Regions from separate parts of the Anser cygnoides genome. Here region 1 is linked to region 2. Evidence: chromatin contacts called from public Hi-C data. All regions are on one chromosome and are shown on one strand. Each heading gives the region's core, a stretch centred on a gene start, on an enhancer-like site or on the middle of the called end of the contact. The rest is flanking DNA. Distances are from core to core; before and after follow the strand shown.

What was found. A called contact is a pair of places that touch in the nucleus more often than the background predicts.
Region 1: a contact with region 2 is called in a Hi-C map of liver, with 2.6 times the contacts expected there. The contact joins two enhancer-like sites. A contact is called at or near these places in 2 of 7 Hi-C or Micro-C datasets (both in liver).

What each region holds. Positions count from the first base shown.
Region 1 is chr2:111,881,666-111,885,405 of Taihu_goose_T2T_genome, forward strand. MYOM1 (myomesin 1) reads left to right here. Exons shown (of 37, transcript XM_048058026.2): 12 at 366-565; 13 at 2,042-2,098; 14 at 2,456-2,580. Among named protein-coding and RNA genes, the nearest start is that of MYOM1, 35 kb to the left of the region's middle. Within about 2 kb of position 1,521, at least 2 of the 3 cell types and tissues checked have open chromatin away from gene starts, as enhancers often do. A contact at or near this core is called in liver, where this site is marked.
Region 2 is chr2:111,747,104-111,750,625 of Taihu_goose_T2T_genome, forward strand. TGIF1 (TGFB induced factor homeobox 1) reads right to left here. Exons shown (of 6, transcript XM_066992815.1): 5 at 3,204-3,522. Among named protein-coding and RNA genes, the nearest start is that of TGIF1, 21 kb to the right of the region's middle. Within about 2 kb of position 1,573, at least 2 of the 3 cell types and tissues checked have open chromatin away from gene starts, as enhancers often do. A contact at or near this core is called in liver, where this site is marked.

The DNA of each region.
Region 1 (3,740 bases), core at 271-2,770, 130 kb after region 2:
CTCCTGGCAACTGCCAAGGCTACACGTATCTCATGTCCCTTCAAGTATGCTGAAGCTGACACTCCCCAAGCCTCCCAGAGCATACTTTGAAGGGTTGTTCGGTGGAGTGAGCTCTGTCCGTGTCCCCTCTCCAGTTCGGGAAAGACGGAGCACAGCTGCAGGGGATTTGGTGCATAACCAGGTGGCACTTCAGCCCTGACCCCTCCTGCAGCTGCTTTGGTGTCACCAGCAGACACCAGTGCTGGGGAAGCTGGCTTGCTTCAGGCAATGAACGTGAACAGATGGTCAAACTAAAGGTCCGGGTGCTTGGAGTCAGCGTTTTTCCCTTCCCAGCACTACTCTTTCCTGCTGTTTGTATGTTTCAGGTGTGAAGTTGGCACCACCCACTGGACCCAGTGCAATGAGACTCCTGTGAAATTCGCCCGTTTTCCTGTCACCGGTCTGATTGAGGGCCGCTCCTACATCTTCCGAGTCCGAGCGGTGAACAAAGCTGGCATTAGCCTACCATCCCGGGTGTCCGAGCCCGTGGCGGCCCTGGATCCTGCTGACAGAGCCAGGCTTAGAAGTAAGACACGCTTTTTGCCGCTTGCCTGAAAGACTTAAGAAATTGTATGAAAAATAATTTAAAAAAAAAGTATGACTATTTATTCATAAGCCTTCAAAATCCCACTAGAGGGAGCAATGCAAAAACAAAATATTCTTTGGAGACAACTTTTGCCAAGAAGGATTTGTCTCAGTGCTCTTTGCACAAAGCACTCCAACAGTTTGAATGGCTTTGCTGGCTACAGTACTGCACTCTGGACTTGCAGAAAGCAGGGAAAAGGCACAGGAGAGTAAATTGCCAGAAGAGACTTGCTTTTGTTCCACCAGCAAAATAGCTGAGTGGATCCTGTGAATAGTCTCCCTCTGTGCCACAGGCAAGAGCAGCTGATTCTGTGCTCATGTGATGACCAAAGTCTTGCAATAACATCAGCAAAATATCAGGGCAGCCCAACAGGTTATTGATCCCGAGCTCTCTGCTTAACAGTGAACTTTTTTACAAATCGAGGATATTTCTCCTGTAGCCTGGCGACGTCCTAGGCACAAAGGCCTTGGTGAGGAGTTTAACTAAGAGTTTGCTTCAAAATCCCCTTCTCTACCCACACCCCAAAACCACATGCCTGAAATCCAGGTATTTCTACTCATCTCTGAAGTTTTACTATTTAAAATGGCCAGGTTTGACACTACTAGGAAATACCGTGGTCACACGTGAAACCTGAAGTCTGGGAGGGCTTTTGCTTTTCACTGGGAAGAGTTGAAGCTGTCTCAGGAGAGGGAGTCTGATTTTGGTGGCCTGTTGCATCTCCTTTTCTCCCTCATGATCCACTTTTCTCCCCATCTGCTCCATCTCTACTCTCATTTCCAAAACAAATCAGCCAATGTAAGGTGAAGCACATGGAGGTGGAGAACAGCAACTGCAAAAATTATCTCTGAAAATGCATTGACCTGGCTGATAGCATTGAGCTACATAACTGTGATAATATGATAATGCAAGGGCACTGAGAGAGCCACCCAAAGCATATCAAGTTGGTGTGTGGAGTCAGGCTGAGCAATTTCTGTCTGTGACTGTGACCCTTGTTCTGAAAGCTGGAAATGTGAGGGAAAGTGGGTTAAAAAAAGATGAAGAAGAGCCTTGCCTCTTGCTTTAATGAGTGAGCTTATAAACCAAATGAACAGAGTGTGGAAAATGAAGTTAATTCTCTAAAAACAATTAACTGAGTGAGCTAAATACCTCTGCTTGTCGCTTAAGTGACTTCAGAGAAATTTCAGCAAGGAATATATGCCTCTGTTGATTAATTTTTTCTTGATATATTGATTGCAGAACTACTTTAAACTAGGTTTGAGTGTCCTTACATGAGTAACAGTCACAGCAGTCACCAAGAACTGAGCTCATGTGAATCTTGCAAATGTTAGTTTTGAACCACAAAGGACTCAGTTTGCTCAATATTTCAAAAGTTCCTGAAAGTTCTCATTTCCATCCTCTCTATGACATCTGTTTCAGGTCACCCTTCCGCTCCCTGGACAGGACAGATTATTGTCACTGAGGAAGAACCTGCAGGTAAACACAGCCCTTTTGCCTACAAAAATTTGGCTGAGTAATGAGGAAAACTTCCATTGAGTTCAGTGGACTTTGGCACACACCCAAAGTTCGTTGTTCTCAAGAGTCACTCAACCTTCAACAACTCCAGCTTTAGGTTTCGTTATTCAGGACTTAATAAATAAACATGTCTAACATTAAAACAAGGACATTTAAAACCAGTACGTAGATTACTTTAAATACTACGTTTTCTAAAACTATCAGGTGCCAAGATATGTTAATACCTGTCCTATACTTTAATCACAGCACCAATTCTGATACAAATATGAAGGAATTCATACTCATTTCCATTTCCTACTCTTCTTCCCTGTACTTCAGAGGGTGTTGTTCCTGGTCCACCTACAGACCTCCAAGTTATTGAAGCCACAAAGAACTATGTTGTGCTTAGTTGGAAACCTCCTGGACAGCGGGGCCATGAGGGTATCATGTACTTTGTGGAAAAGGTAAAATCAGAGAAAATCAGAGTCACGTTGTGGCAATCCACTTTAACATTTTCTTTGCCGGCTTTTCTGGAATTTCGTTTCCACTTTCAAACTCAGGCTAGAACCAGAAGTTCATTGACATAATTGTTGCTGTAGATTAAGATAAAGTAGGAGGAAAAGAAAGATGATAGTTATGAAAATGGATGTAGAATGTGTCACACACTGTAATAGCCTTTCATGAACTGTGTCATTGACTGGCCATAGGGTAGATAGGCTGGCAAACCCACTCTATAATGAGAAAGCAAGGTGCAAAATCAGAGCTGTATATACATCATTTGTATAAATGAAGCTTGTCTTGTGGGACAGACTGTTAACATTTTGGATGGAGGCATTCTGTGAGAGAGTTTCTGGGCATCAGCACTTTCTTCTCCAGCTGCCTTTTCATATTTATTGTCTGCATTAGCTTTCCATTTGCTTCACCAACTCAACAAAGGTGACAATTTTTCTTTTTCTAGAACAGAATCATTTTTAATTTCAATGTCCTGCTTTTCTGAGCTGTTTTTCACATGGCTGATAGCCTAGAAAGATCTTCACCACCACCATTTTACTAGTGTCTCATGGTTCCCACAAACTTTTTATCTGTACTTTTCCCTATCACTCTAGAGCTGTCATCATGGGAGATATAAATATCTTCCCATTATGTGTTTTTCATCTCTCTTATGAAATCTAGTCTAAATAAATGAGTTTCACTTAGCAACAGTCTCAGAGAGGATGAATATATGAATTTTGAGTTTCCATATAAGAAAGCTTTTTGATAACCTATTGCATGCTGAGTACTGCACATTGATGTCACGTATTGAGATAATATTCTCCTGAGAATTTGAAATCCCTCAGAAACAGGACCTGTTATTTGAAATTTTCTTTAACGTAAGGCAAAAGTTAATTGTTAATATTAGCAGTATAAGTGACCATGGTATGTAGAGCTTCTAGCAGCAGAAATAAAAACAATTCACAAATAAAATGCACATGCTTTTTTTTATTTTTTTCCCCTGGAAAATGGAAGTCAGATTAATTAATTCTGATTAATTCTGGAAGTCACCCAAAAACATTCTCAGGAGTGGCACAATGGCATCTAAAAGCAATATGGTAATATTAGAGGTTTGTTCTCTGGATGATGTTGA
Region 2 (3,522 bases), core at 323-2,822:
TAATGCACTGCATGAATTGGGCTGTGCTATTTGTCATCCTCTAGCATGTTCTTTTTTCTTTTTTTTTTTTTTGGGTGGGGGAAGGTGGTGAAATAAGTGTTCATGGTAATAACTCATGGTGCTCCAGTTGTTTTGCTAGTCTTAGGAAGAAAACTTTCCTATCACATGGAAAAAAAATAAAACAAAATACTGAGACTTCTTCAATTTGTAGCTAGCGCTGGCAAATCACATCTACCCTAGGCCTAAGGGGAGATGGAGACATCCGATGCACCTAAGTGTGTGTCATTCCTCGTCTCTCTGCACAATCACAGACAGTGAAAGGTAAAAGGTTGACACTGTCCAGGCAGTTCACAGATGATGCAGCAAAACTGCCATGGCATTCAGCCTTGCTGCTGGATCAAAACAAGCACTGACAGCACAGGCTGCAGCACTGGGAGCTGCAGCAGGGAGTCCCACCGTTGGCCCTAGGGAAGGAGAAAGTGGAAAGAAGGAGAAGGATGGGGCAGAAGAGGGTGGACACCAGCATTAAAGCTGCAATAATTTAATCTGTGGCAAAAGCGTTTGCTGTCACAGTCTGTAGCAACAGCTAAAGGGGAAAATTCCTTCCTATCATGGAGCAACATTTTGTTAAATAGTTTCTGAGTATCTGACATCCCTTCCCAGGGCAGCAGTACCACCACGACTACTACTTACACCATGCCATTTGCAAGCCTCAAATGTGTCAGGGCAGCATCATGCCTTCGAGCAGCTCCCTAAACCCCAGCTGAAGACACAGGAGATGCAAGTCCCTGGACAACAGCAAGGCTTGCACGGGGCAGGTCTTCATCACACACAGCTGAAAAGATGCCGACTAGAGAAGGACATGGCGCAGGTTTAACAGAAATAATGTAAGTTAAAAGTTCCAGGTCAGTGCATGGCTGTCACTGCTCTTGGGTAAGCCCTCACGGTGGGAAAGAAGAGTTTGAGTCTTGTTCCCATCTCGCTAGCAGCTGTTTTAATCCAGAATAAACACCGGCCTTTGATTTTAAGTGAAGTTTCGCAGCTGTGATTGCAGTGTTAGGGAAAAAAAGAGACTTCACCCCAGAATAATTTCCAGTTGTGAAATTTGGCTGAGGCATAAAGATGATCGTTTAACTACTTCAACAGAAAAACGTCTGTTTGCCAACCTCCAAGTGATCCCAAAAGAGCCATGCCTAAAGCACCTGAATTTTAAGTCACAGTCCTGCATGACAGGGTCCGATGGCCTTGCACAGTGCCCTGACTCACCACATAGCAAATACTGCTGTGATTTAAAGAGATGTAAAAACTGGTGCTTTATGCCAATGAAGCTGTGTATCTGTATAGAACGAATAGCATATTCGATAACTAGGTAGCGTATGGCTCGACCTGAATGACTACGAAATATTATTTTGCACGATTAACCTAATGTTTCAACTGACAGAGAGAGTTTCCTTTTGTTTACATCTTTCCTGGCAATGGCATCATGACGACTGCAGTCTGGCTGCAAGAATGCACAGGGAACTGGGAACCCAGCCACACATTAGCAAATTGCAGTGTACTCCCCTCACTTCTTGTCCTTTGTTTAATAGCCACGTGCTTGTCTCCAAAAGGGGAAAAAAAAAAAAGCTATGTGTGTGCTGTACAGCATCGCCGTGATGATTCATGGCAGCCAGCTTCTCCCAGGCAATGTCGAGATTCCAGGTAGGAAGCAGCCCCCCGCTGCATTTGTCCTCTCAGAACAAAAATATATCTTAGCAGTGGACGGTTGAAAATAAATCCAAGAAACCAAGCCAAAACAAAGAAAACCTGTTGAAGCACGCAGAGCTTGTCATTAGAGCGTAATCCAAGCAGATTTTGTTTGTCAACATTTGCGTAAGTCAATATAACGACAGTCTGAAATGATCTTTAACTGGAAATGTTTTCATGTCAAGCAGCACGCATGAGCTTAGCGTTAATGGTCCGAGGGCTTTCTAAGTGTCAAGCGACACGGGTGCTGGCACAGCTTCTCTGTCTGCCCCACTGCTGCTGCTGCAGCAGGCACGGCCACCACCACCGGGCTCCAGCAGCTGCGTCACAGCAGGGATGCTGCTGGCTGCGAGCTTCTTCCCACGGCACGCTCCTCAGCACACTGAGCAGACACCATGCTGGAGGAGACGTGTATTCTCTCCTTACGTTGCACTGATCCCAAGTCAGAACGCCCACCAGAGCAGGTGAAGGAATCTGCTTACACACCAGTAATTGCACCCACAATAATTGCACCCACCTGGGAGAGAGGTTTAGCGCTCAAATGATCCAGCCTTTATTCAGACCTCTTCATATCTCATCTCTCTCTCATTTTTTTTTCAATAGGCAAGACGAAATTCTGCTCCCACACCTCAGGAGCCAGTACATTATATTGGCTCTGGACTTTCAGCATTGCAACTGGGAGCAGAAGTTGGATCTGATTTTTAATTCCTCTCTCAAAAGGTCAAGGAAACATGAAACTGCAAAAGCCTAATTCTTCTCTGTGCCACATTTGTGTAAACCCAGAGGGCAACATGGCAATGGTATTTTTAATGTCTTTTTTTTTTTTCTTTTCGCCTTTTCAATACAAAAAGTCCTTTGCACATCTGCTGACAGCTCACACAGTAATGCACTTATTCCCACATCGCTCCTTCTAAGAAGTTGCTTCTGATGAATACTGACAGCACCTAAGAGGGCTCCAGCCACCACGGCGCAAGCATGGTAAGAGGAGCAGGGGCTGAGCAGGGGTCGTGGCACAGCCCTCAGCATCACTGGGGGGGTTGGATCTGGTTCCCCACAGTCACAATCCACAGAATTGGTCACCCATGTGCATGGCTGTTGTTAAATTATGAATATCATAAGAAGGTATTCAGTGGGATTTAATATTCCTACTAGCGCGCCTCCAAAGACCCAGCTGGAGGGGCTGCATTGTGGTGGGCTGAACACCGTGTGAATGTTGATTGTGTCTCGTGGTGTTTGCTCCAGGAAGGAGCCCTGCACCAGAGTAACCTGCTGTGATCTTGTTATTTGTCTTTGGTAATGGTTTGTATGATTTAAAGCGTCACAACTGAGCACATTTGTCCTTTTACCACTACTCAGCATTTGTTTTACAAAGAGATATGAAGGCAAAGTCTTCCACCTAAAGACTTAATCAACCTGATCAGGAACTAGTTGTCTGATATAAACCCCAAATCCAATACCTTTTCTGCAGCTGGAGTACACTACAATAAAATATGGCCCCGCCGTTCCGCCAGCCCTTGCCAGGTAAGAGTGATTCAGCACGAGCAGGGCAGGACATCCCTTTGCTTCTCCCGAACAGGAACACGTTGTCCCTTAAACCCAGTCTGAGGAAGTCTGTAGAAGAGATGTACTGATAACACGTGGAGATACGTTAGCAGCTGTGGAGGAACCCACAGCGGAAACCAGGTAAGTTAATATCACACACCTCTACGGCATGGGCAGGCACTGCAGAATGGCTTTTGGCCCAGCACCAAGCTTCAGAAAACACTGCAGGCCAGC